2 separate regions of the Manis javanica genome follow, and region 2 is linked to region 1. A link is a contact called in public Hi-C data. All regions are on one chromosome and are shown on one strand. Each heading gives the region's core, a stretch centred on a gene start, on an enhancer-like site or on the middle of the called end of the contact. The rest is flanking DNA. Distances are from core to core; before and after follow the strand shown.

Region 1 (6,261 bases), core at 1,540-4,039:
TCAGTGGGGCTAATACCCAAAATATGTAAAGAACTCATATGCCTCAACACCAAAAAAACCAATTTCGTCACAAAATGGACAGAGGACCAGTTTTCCAAGGAAAACATATAGATGGCCAACAGGCATATGAAAAGATGCTCCACATCCCTAATCATCGGGGAAATGCAAACCAAATTCAAAATGAGATTATCACCTCACACCAGTCAGAATGCCCACCATCTAAGCACAATAACAAGTGTTTGTGAGGATGTGGAGAAAAGGGAGCCCTCCTATACATTTGGTGGTGATGTAAATTGGTCCAGCCACTGTGGCAAGCAGTATAGGTTACTCAAAAACCTAGAAATAGAAATATTATATGACCCAGTAATTCTACTTTTTGAGAATTTACCCAAATAAAAAGTATCTGATTCGAAAAGAAAAAAAAAATTAAGTATCCATCTTAAGTGTTCAGGATACTCTTCAATACCTAAGTATATTTTAGTAAAATAACTGCATATTTTGAAGCTTTAACAATTTGAATTAAAAAAGAAAATGGCATCTCAGCAAGGCAGTATGAATACTAAGTAATTAAGTCAAACCACTTTTTACCTCTTCCAGTTCTAGGCTAGAAAACCGAAAATTTCATTCCACTTTAGTGTACAACACATCATACGAGAATTCAAAGATAACTAAGACATGGAGCCTGACAGAAGATGCAAGATACATTTACAAATAAAAATATATAGTATGATGTATTAAATAACCTATTCTAATATATTAAACAATAGCAAATATAACATATGAGCTTATTAACCCTTATGACAACTTTAAAGTTACATACCATTATCACTACCATTTCACAAGATGGGGAACTGAGGCTTAGGAAAGGTTAAGTAAAATTGTCCACAGTCACATAGCAGGTGAGAAAGTTTGGGCAAACACAAACAGTTTCGTTTGGATGGAGAAGAGGGCATTCAAATACCTGTGTGTGTAATATTTGGTGCTTGGATTTCAGATGGAGGAGCTTGGATGCTGGGTGAAGAAGTCTGTACTGTATTATGCAGTGGTTAAGTTATTAAGGCAGAGCCAGTTATTGCCAAGACTACTTGGCAGTGATTTTTTTAAAGAGGTGTGAGGGAAAATGCGGTTAGCCCAGGTTATCTCAACTTCACCATGCTGACCTATGTGGCCAGATGATTGTTGTTGAGGGATGTCCAGTGTACTGTAGGGTATTTTGCAGTACCCCTGGCCTCTACCCACCCCATGCTGATACAATCAGACTCCCCACTCACCAGTGAAGAATCAGAGTTATGCGAAACCACGAGGAGGGTATAAAAGTGTAAAAGATGGCATGCGTGAGAAAGTAAAGGAAGAAACATTTTCAAAGTCATTTTGACTTTCTGACAGGATTTTCTAATTCATGATATCTAGGTATGAGAAAAGAAAGGTATTAAAACTAGTTTCATCCTCTGAAATTCTCAAGTATCTGTTAAAAATCAGAAAGGAAATTTAAAATTACAAGTACAGCCTGGTCCTTTTGCTAAAAAAAGAATTAACCATTTCACCAGTTCCTGATGAATCCAGAGGACACAAGATTTTACCCAGATCACCAATGAAAGAATATCTTTTAGACCTGCATTTTCACAATAATTTGTGTTTTTCTTAATGTCAGGCTTATGATTTAATAATTGTCTTTAAAAGACTCAAATATAGTTTTTAACCCAAAAGGTGGCTTTGATACAAACAGGCACTTACATGCAGAATTATTAACTATGAGCTTTTTCTGAAGTTTTTTACTTCTTTATGGAGCTAGTAATAAATGAACTATAAACAAGGTGCCCAGGTGGCTGCCACACAAATTGATCCCTGGATCAATTCTGCATAATTTGTGCTAACCAATTACTACATGCAGAATTCTACCATTACATGGTAAACAGAAGAAAGAGAAGTACTTTGGAAACATGGTACATGTTAAGTTCAGTCAAGAGTTTTTGAGGAGGTTGAACATTTAAATCGGTCACTGTCTAAAGTAGGAATACTTTAGAGATGATTTTATTGGGTATCGAAAAAGCAACCAACCTATCCTCTAATTAGAAAAATGAATGTTCTCACACATCTCTGTTAACAGAACAAGGTTTCACATGACATTCCAGTTTAACAAGTACAAGCAAGCAAGAAAAAGGAATGGGATTACTAAATTAAAGTTCGAAGAAACAGCTACAAACGTGGGTTTTGGTTAAGGTAGATTTTGATTCCTCATATACTACTAAGCATGTTCATTCCACGCACCTCCTTACATAATTATTCTCCAGTCACTTATCTACAACTTAATGCTATTAAAGATGCTCAACAAAGGATGGCATTCGAGATCTCCAAGTAACGAGGCAGAGAGTCCGAGGGAGTGTACTGAGGAAACGTGGGCCAGAAATTCGGGCCAGAGAGGCGAGTCTGCAGAATGGAGGCGCCTTGGCCAGCTTTGGTAACCATGCCGACCAGGCCCTGAAGAGACATCTGCGCGAACTGCAGGCGCGGAAGTGCGGGACCCTGGCCGGTACCTCGGCGGCCTCGGGCGGGAGTAAGTGTGCCAGGCGCACTGATGGGAAATGGAGGAAGACCTAAGAAACTCTTAAGGACGCTAAGAAACTGCCACTTAAGCGCGGTCCTCACATATACTTACTTTTTCAATTCGGGAGGGTGCGCTTTGCTCATGGTGCCTACGCCGCGAGCTCAAGGACTCCAAACGCAGCCCACCTCACGCTCCCGTGGTAGGCCTGGCGTTTTGCGTCTGACGTCAACGATCCCATTAGCCAATCGGTTGCTGGAAGCTTTCACATTTTCACCTCGCGATACTTACGGGAAGCCTGATGGAGTCGATCAGCTCTAGCTTCCGGTTGCGTTGCCCGCGACTGGCTAGGATGGAGGGGGTGGGGCCTCAGGGCGTTTTCCTTAATTCTGAGTGTTCTGTGCAGTGTGCGTTCTATAAAACCTCTGATCTGCACTAGTCAATTACTTATCTTTGTGGATCGCATCAGTTATCTTCTTCACATAGACCAAATAAAAATCTCAGGAGTGGGCCCCTATTTCTTGGGCATGTGTTTTCACAGTATATTGTCATGCTAAGCCTAGTGTTCCAGTAACATCTTAGTGACCTCTGCAACAAAGAGCAGGATGACAGGGCCAGTCTTAAGAATTTTAATCCAGAGCGCGGAAGTGTATTTCCAACCGATGCTCCTGCAATTCTAACACTGCTTCCAAAAGAACCCCCACTTAACGTACCTTGCCTTATATGTAAAATGTTAAGTGCAGCACACAAACGCTAGTATGTGGTACTCATTTTCAAGTCAAGAGCATTGTGAAAATCGGTCAACTTGTTCTCAGTTAAATCACCCAAAATAGGAGAATTTACATTTATGAATCAAATAGGGATTACAGAAGACTTGGCCAAAATAGAGAAATCCTGGTGATTCTAGGTAGGGGATGGTTCTCAAAAATTCAATTTATTACTAATGTTCAGTAATGGCTATACTTAAATACCAATGGTAATAAAGACAAACTCATAGTCTGTACTCCTGGTACTCAAAATCCTAGATGTTGCATTTTCTCTAAAGGGGTCATAACTGTGTACCTTTCCACCATTTGCTATTACTGTTTAGCTGAAGCTAGGACCTGACATGAGTACTCAATTCTAGCCTTATAGTTTCTGTTTACACTGATGGACTTCAAGACATAGTGCCCTAGCCTGTTCTCAAAGATCCCCCCATTTACATTGGATCAGTCCTGTATTCCAACCGTAACACTATATTCACTCTTCTGGACCTCTTAAGAAACTTATTTCACATATTACAAAGAGAAGCATCCTAATAGTTATATATTCACTGCCCAGATAAAAGGGAAGAAACACAATACGGGAGGAAAAATTGAACTTTATTTTTTAAAATCGAGCAAGTAGGAAAATATATCACAGCCCCCAAACAGCACAGACAGGCTCTATTATAATTTCAAGTAGTAAGTTGGTAAAACAACAACTAGGTCCTTATAAAAATGATTAAGGTACCAAAGCTGGGGCAGGAACACTGATTGTTGCAAAGGCCCCAGGCAAAAGCAGTATTTGGTACTGGGGGGCTGCCCCTTTTTTGCTCTAAAGGAGTCACAGCTTGCCCCTGAGTTGCTTACATTTTCTCCCTTGACCTTCCTGTTGCCCAGGGACTATATCGATAGGGCTCTGTTATATCAGGAGGTAGTAATACTGACTGGGTTTATTTCATCCCATTCTGTTCTATGAAAACCCAGTTTTCCCAAATTCAGTACTTTGTAACTCTTAAGCAGCCAACAGTGCCTCTTTCGTTGGTCATTCCTGGATACCGGTATATAGTACAATGAAAACATCCTTTCCCTTCAAGAGAATGTTATTGCAAGATCATCTTGTTACTAGCTGCGGATAGCCTTACGGCCCATCATGGTTGCCAGTGAGAAAAGGTCTGCTTTTCCCATACCCAGTGTGACATTGCCTGTTTTTGCGGGGTGTCCAGGCTGAAATATGTATGAGTATTTCAAGAAATGCATATCCACATCCTGACTGCCACAAACGGATATCCCTAAGAAACCTTTCAGAGATCTTATCCCAACTACCTCTCCCAACTCCGTATCCTAAGTCAACCCTATTCCCTTGTCTACAAAACAAAATCAAGCAAAGCAAAGGCCCAGAAACCTTTCTTCCCTTCTAAATTAGTGCTCTCATGGATTTTGTTTTACAATTTACAGAAAATGGCGTGGTGACCCTTCTAGTAAACAGGAGGTTGGCAACAAACAGAAACATTTCTCCTCACACTCTACCAGATAACAGGCAGATGAGAGGAAACTGCTAGGCTGTTGGTACCTGTGTACTATTAAGAATCTGGTGCATTGGAGAGTTCTGTCTTGGTACAAGGGAGATGTCTACTGTCAGGAAAGTACTTGCCACATGAAATTTAGGCTATCAAAAACTCTCCTGTGATCTCTCTGACCCAAATTTTAGCACCAGTTTTTTTCCACTTCACTTTCTAGGGCTGAAACGTAAAGGAACCAGTGTCCAAAGGCAAGTAACATGTCTTAAACTTGCTGCCATTCTTAATTTCTTCACTCATAAACTTTGCTTAAAAGACCAAAATCCCCACTCCTCTTTTTAAATAGATTCTTGCCCTCAGCCCTCATGGCCAAGGGCAAAGACTTCTATTTTCCAATGGACAAGAGAGACTCCTTCATCTTCTTGGTCATGGTTGGGATGAGATGTATGTGGTCATCCACACACTTGGTCACACAACTCTCCAGCTCCTGCTTCACTTGAAGCTCTTTACTCCCCATATCTATCGAATCTTTGGCCTTGTCGTTGCAATGCATGGTGCACCGGGCCAGGCGGTCCTGTGGCAAGAAGGAAGAGGGCTGAGAAGGCTGAGAGGATAGATTCATTTACTGAGTGCTTATCACATGATAAGGCCCTTTGCTACATATTTTGGATTGACATATATTAAAGGGATACAACAGTGCAATTAACCAAGATTATTCTGATTGAAACAGAGGCTGGCATAGGGAGGCCCAAACAATGCATTAGTAGAAAGCTGTAAATGACAGAATAAATTGTATAAAAGCCCCTTTCAGGAAGTGAAATGTAAGTAAGGCTTCTGTTACTCAACTACAGAAAGTTAAACACTTTGATTCTTTCATGTCTGTCCTTGCTACAGAAAAATACTTCAACAAATATTTATTGAGCATCTCCTATGTGCCAGGTACCATTCTAATGTTGAGGAATATAGCAATAAGTAAAAGATAACGTTCTTGCCTTTATTGCATTTATATGGGAGACAGACAAACAAGTAAGTGGAGATGTTCAGGAAAACAGTTGGATATATGAATCGAGATCAGGAATGGATCTGGTTCAGAACTATAAATGAATATAGGCATTGTCAGAATATAGATATTTATAGCTATGAGACTAGAAAGCTAGATAGAAAAATGAGAAGGTCCAAGGACAGGCCTGGGCACTCCAGTGCTCAGAGGTTGGAGAAGGGGGAAAAGCCAGGAAAGCAGGCCAAGAAAGGATGGCCAGAGAGTGAGATGGAAAACTAGGAGAGTGAGGTGTCCTGATGCCCAACTGGACAGTGTTTCAGGAAGGAGTGTGATCAGTCAATAATGCAGATAGTCTGAGTAAGATCAGAGTGAGAAATGACATCTGGATTTAGCCCCACAGCAGGGAATGGTACCGCAGTTCTGGCAGGGTGGAAGAGTAAGTCTGATTAGAGAGGCCTG
Region 2 (6,070 bases), core at 2,134-4,633, 310 kb before region 1:
TTTTAAGACATTATAACAAAGCTAAATCCCTTTGAACAGTACCTACAGGCCTAGTCCTGTTGCCCCTTCACTGTGAATCCTTTGCGGTGTACCCTTCTAGACCTTTGTCAATGCATGTATATATGTAACATTAAGGTGAGAAAGGAAGAAATAGTTTTTTTTTACACAAATAAGTTCATATGTAAATAATTATAACTTAATTATTTATGCAGTGCTGCCTTAGAGGTTTCCATGATAGAAAATGTACTGCTACCTTTTTTTCAAACTGCAGTATAGTATTTTGTGTAATGTGTATACCACTGTTGGTTTAGCCATTTTTAAAATCAAATCTTTGTGGAGTGACTAATTTTTTGTAAGGCAGCATTTTTAAAACTTAATGTCTTAATGAATCATGATATTGGAGTGTCCAAAATAGCCCAAAGAAGGGGATTGATATTACTGAAGCAGAAAATTCCAGTTCTGATTATTCTATTTCAAAGAACAAAATCAATTCCTCAAAAACTAATAAAAATTTCATTAAAATGAAAATAGTGGTTAGGAGGTATTAAACTCAGTTATAAATAGGGTGTTTTAATTCCCATGATTTTGGAACTTGTTAGACATTTAAGGATGATATTACAAAGTTGTCTTCCTTGCCACCCTGAGGTACCCTCTGAAGAGGCGTATCTGTCAGAATTCCCATAGCATTTAAGGAGCATGCTGCTTAGCACTGGCATTTTCATACTATCCTCTGCCCATCCACAGTATAAGCCCCTCAAAAGAAGGAGACTGTATCTTAGCTTCTAAAAGATGGCAGTGAAGATTATCTAACAAATATCTTATATCTTTGTGCTTCCCCATTTTCAACATTCTCTTTTACTTCCATTAGTTTATTTTGATACCTGCTCAAAGATATAAACTACTGTCAGCCCATGTTCATGCTATTACCCATAGTTTTTAATTAAAATTCTGATAATCTGGAATTCCCAGTTTTTATTTTTGCTGCTGTGTTTATCAGACAGTGCTTATGTAATATGCCTTTGAGGCACCAGGTACTGGGGGACACCATTTGTACTTTGTTTTAGGATTTTCAGTTCTTTCTTCAAAACCTGTGCTTTCAGATTTTTTAACTAGTCATTGTATACATTGGTGTAAAATGATTTCTAGAAAAACAAAACCAAATGTTTTATACTCACTGCTTGATTTCCAGTAGATGGCACCAAAAGCCCTTTGAGGTTGTTCATGATACTAATTCCTCTTGGTGTTGCTGGATAATGGATCACTTCTCCCCACTACCACCAGGGAACAGGAAGGGTCCGTTCTTTCATCTAATTTTCAGATTGTTATATAATTTAGCATTTTTATTTGGAGTTTAAGATAAACCTGTTGGTGTTTAAATTACTAATTTGCTATTTCTGACTCAAATACAACTTTTTTTCCTTTTTTTATTTTTTATATGTGTGATTTTCAGCCAGGATGGTTTTAAGTGAAGGATCTATTATGTTTTGGTACATAATTCATTTCATTACAATTTTCAAATTTGTTGTACAAATAACTTACAATTTAAAAATACTCTTTAAAATTTTTATATCCCCATTTTCATTTCTCTCTGTGTTGACAACTTTTATCTTCAGTATATGTATTTATTAGTTTTCATAAAAAATCAACTTTTAGATTCAGTTAACCCATAAAATCAGAAAATAGTTTCCTGTATGTAAAGCATGGGTTACTATATTTACTTATTCTAATTCTGTTGAGTTCATTTAATTTTAATGGATTTGTCAACCATTAAAAAGGACACATTTAAAAATTTCCCATCATAATTGTACATACAAGTTTCTCCTTTTTCCCCAGTGTTTGAGTATCGGTGTTTTGTGACTCAGTCTGGAAATGTTTCTTAACTGTTGTTTTTAGAACAACTGTCAGGGAGCCTTAGTTGCGTGGGCTCTGGGTGGAAGAGATTTAGGTTCAGCTTCCATCTCCAGACAAATGGAAGATGAGGTAAGTCATTCAGCTACCCTGGGCCTCAGTTTCCTCACGTGTAAAATAAAGATAATTAACACACCTAATGCGGTTTTGTTACAGATTAGAGATAACGTAGGCAAATTACCTAACACATAGTAAGGTATTGTTTTCATATATTGGCAACAGCAAACTTTTTTTTAAAGGTTTGTGAAATATGTTCACGTTTTATTCATTTCTATATTCAGGTTCTCAATTTACAGAGAATTTTATTCCAACTTTTTAAAGTGGACGTGTCAGTATGTTAATGTAACTTGGGTCTCAAGATAGCTCTCATCTCAGAAATCTTGATAGGCTTAAGGAACAATCCTTAAACGTTTCGTTCTTTAAACATTTATATTGATACAAACACCATTTTTAGCTATCTTGAAGTATCCTTGAATGTTTTCATCTAGAATTAAAAGGGAAGGAAAGACCCTGGAAGAGATTTAGGTCAGAGAAACTGGGAGACTGAGCGTCATTCTGTAGGCACGGGAAGTTTCTGAGCTTTAAAACCCACTCGCGTGAGGGAGTAACGCCAGCTCCTGGGCGTGGGGAGTGCCTTGAAGGAGGCGCTCAGTGCCGCTTACAGCTACCAGACTCCAGCGCTTTCCCAGAGAGAACGCTGAGACCAAGCTTTTCCCTTCAAGGTTCACCAGGCCGGCCACCCACCGGGCTTTTGGTGCCGCTCTCCCTTCTGGAGACTTACTCAAATCCCTCTACCGTCCCCGTCCCGGGAAGCCTGGAACCTATGGGCCGCGGCCGCCAGACCGAGGACTCTGGTTCCGAAACCGAGTGGGGCAGAGCTCCCAGGCAATGCGCGGTAACAGCCTTCCACTTCAGAGGCGCCCAGCAGGGCCCCGCAACTTTTCCCCGGGGACAGGTCCTGGCAACAGGTCCCAGGCGGGGCAGGGTGGAGCCGAGTTCCGCGGCCGCCGGTGAATCAGCGCTGCTCGACTCCCTCAGCCCCGGCAGCCAATGCCAGATCCAGGGAGGAGTACCCGGCCCGGGGATCACCAGCCACTCAGGGCTCTCTGGGTCTGGAGAAAGGTGACGTCATCGTAGCTGGGAGGTTTCAGAAGGCTTCACCAATGGGAAACAGGCAAAGTGGCTTGCGTTCTGTAGCTCTTGGCCAATGGGAACAAAGCAGAAGGGGCCTGGTTGTTGTTATAGACCCAATGGAAAATAGGGAAGGAGTACGAGGCGGAGTTGCTAGCACTGTCACCAATTGGAAAGAGGGGGCGGAGCCCGGGTCTTGTCAAGTGTGACCAACCAGGGAGAGGAGCGGACTCTAAGGGGCGGGGCCCTGATGCCCTTTCCCAATCGGACAAGCTCAGGGGCTGGGCATTCTTTGGGGTACCCAATGAGGAACGCAGCCGAAGAGGGCCTGTCAAGAGAAGGGGCTGGGGGCGGGGGGATGGTGAGTCGGGGATAAACACTGCGCGACGGTGGCGGCTGCTGCTTTTCTCCGGGTTCTGTCACTGTGTGTGTGGTGCCCAGCTCACCGGCCCCTTCCCCCTCTTCTTGCGAGCGTGGTCGCCGGAGAAGCTCTCTCAACCCTGTTCTACGGGGTCCACAGCGGGGCGAGGGTGTCCGGCGGCGGCGGCGGCGGCGGCGAGCTCGTGAGCCTGTGAGCAGTGGGGGTTGGTCCCGTGGCTCCGGCCCCCGGTGCAGAATGGCGGCGGCGGTTCGGATGAACATCCAGATGCTGCTGGAGGCGGCCGATTACCTGGAGCGGCGGGAGAGAGGTGCACGGGGACGGGAGGGGTTCGGGCCGAGACCCGGCCAGGGCTCTGAGGGTCCTGGCCGCGGGTCGGGGCGCCCAACCACTCTGGGGGTGGTTGGAGGCTCGGAGAGGGCGACCGCGAGCGCTCCCAACCCCTCCAGTTCTCTCCACGCGCGGTCCGCTGGGAGGCTGCCGCTGCCCCAAAGGCAAAGAATGAGGGTGGCAAAGGGGCCGCTTCCCCCCGAGGTCCCAAGCGCGACACCTTCTTCCCTTCACCCCGTGGCTAGTGGGGTGCCCGGGGACCGCTCAGCCAGGCTCTTGGTTTACCTCAGCGGGGCTTGCCCCGGCCGGCCCCTACGTGGACCTGCTGGAGGAGCAGCGCCTCTCCTGTACGGCTCCGCAACCCCCGACCCTGACTCCCGGTGTTTGCCCAGCATCTTCGCCTGAAGCTGGTCCCACTTAACACACACCAACCTGCTGGACGTTGCCAACGGGAAACCCAGGCTCCATGAGCTTGGCGACTTACGTGTCTTTCTCAACAATGAGCAACTAGAATGCTCCTTACACCTGCTCCGTACAGAGGGTGTTCGCACAATTAAAAAAACAATTATTGTTCTAAGAATTCCACTTTGCTCCGTTTATTTTCACATTATTCTTTTAATGAAAAGTAAGTACCTTTTGAAAAGGAAATACTGTGTAGGGGAAAGAGTATTGAGAGTTTTGGGCTCATTCATTAACTGGATCCTCCGGTTTTCTAGAAGCTGAGCATGGTTATGCCTCCATGTTACCATACAATAACAAGGACAGAGATGCCTTAAAACGGAGGAACAAACCCAAGAAGAATAACAGCAGTAGCAGGTAATTTGGTAAATATTTCTCTTTCTCTTTTAGATTATACTGAAAATGACACCAACTGCAGAATGGAAGTTGCCTGTTGTGATTATAACCCTGTAAATTAAATGATTCAGTAATGTATACATGGTCTTAAGCCATTTAAGGAAGCAGCCCTTCTGTTTGGGGTTAGGGAACTGAAGAAAAGAGAGAAATGGAAATGTTTGATATTTCTTTATCAACTTTCTAAAAAATTTAATTGTGGTTTTCTTCCCTTTTGAAACAAAACTCTATGAAAACTTCCAGTGAGATCAGCAACACTGACAATATTTTGCCTTCAAAAGTTGCAGATTCTTTTTCTATAATTGAAAGGTTTTGTATTCTATATATTGAAAAAGCTGGACATTATTTCTCTTGATTTTTCATAGTGAAGATTTTATAAATGTTACAGTATCTGACTTGACATAGGTGGTAGGATTTCATATTGACATACAAATTCAGTGGTTTATCTGATAATTTTTCACATCTGTGTATAATGGCAAAGAGGAATGATTAAGGTTAAAACCTACCTTTTTGGTGATAGAAGAGTATATAACATTAATATAACATTAATATACTAGTATACCACCACCTTTTTATGTTAGCCTCATAGTTTTTTAAATCTCTGAATCTCACTGGAAAGTATTTGGTTCATGGTCAATGAAATCACATATTAAAGCCGTGAACATAGTCCCTGGTACATGTAAGTACCCCATTAATGCTATTGCCCCTTTTTTCCCTTAAAATAAGTTAACTAGGAAGCCTGTTTTATGAGATCTTTTTGAATTATACCTTTCATTCCAATAAATTAAAATCACTGATATTTTCATCACTGATTTAGAATCCTTATCCCTCTCCCATCCTCATGAATAACTCCCTGCATATAACTATTATCTGTTCAGCTTTGTGGCACAATACAGACCACTAAAAGCCAGAAGGTTCCCACTTGAGCCTAAAACTCAACTTGTTCTTGCTGCCACTTCTGTCCTTGATTCACCCCATTGTCCTTAGTGTTGGTAAAACCACAGGATGTGAGTACCTCTTGAATAGGAAGGCATGGAAGGCACGTGAAGGATGAACCTGGTAATTAACTACCTGGTGGTTTTGCCTCTCCCATCTTTAGCATTAACCTGAAGGTGGTAGCCAGTAAGTGTGCATGGGTACTAAGGCCTTTAAGAAAGATATGAATAATCACTTGTATTATGCAATGGTATAAAATAATTTAGCTGTGTTGTGTTTTGTTACAATATTGGTTTTTAAAGTTTTATATACAAGAACTTTGAAAAGGTTTGGTTTACTTTTCTGGAAAAATGTAGTCCATTTGTTGCTTTTATTCTTGTCTCCTCATGGTTTGTAGGGAATTGTACACATTAATAGTCAAAACTTTATCCTTGGCACTTTATTTTTTCCCAAGTTTCACAGGAAAGTTGGTGGGGGGATGTTCAGTTGTGGGAAGAGGAAAAAAGGGGATGTTGAAGAGAACCAGCTTGGTTC

The links. Hi-C and Micro-C count contacts between places; a contact is called where the count stands out from the background.
Region 2: a Hi-C map of blood shows a contact between it and region 1, with 4 times the contacts expected there. The contact joins the promoter of MXD1 here to the promoter of SNRPG in region 1. A contact is called at or near these places in 2 of 2 Hi-C or Micro-C datasets (blood and fibroblasts).

The regions. Positions count from the first base shown.
Region 1 is chr1:183,621,542-183,627,802 of MJ_LKY, reverse strand. SNRPG (small nuclear ribonucleoprotein polypeptide G) reads right to left here and starts at 2,789. Exons shown (of 4, transcript XM_017669149.3): 1 at 2,657-2,789. The coding sequence starts at 2,688. FAM136A (family with sequence similarity 136 member A) reads right to left here. Exons shown (of 3, transcript XM_017669148.3): 3 at 3,883-5,376. The coding sequence ends at 5,188.
Region 2 is chr1:183,927,349-183,933,418 of MJ_LKY, reverse strand. It overlaps MXD1 (MAX dimerization protein 1), which reads left to right and starts at 3,383. Exons shown (of 6, transcript XM_073212028.1): 1 at 3,383-4,373; 2 at 4,465-4,564. The coding sequence starts at 4,367.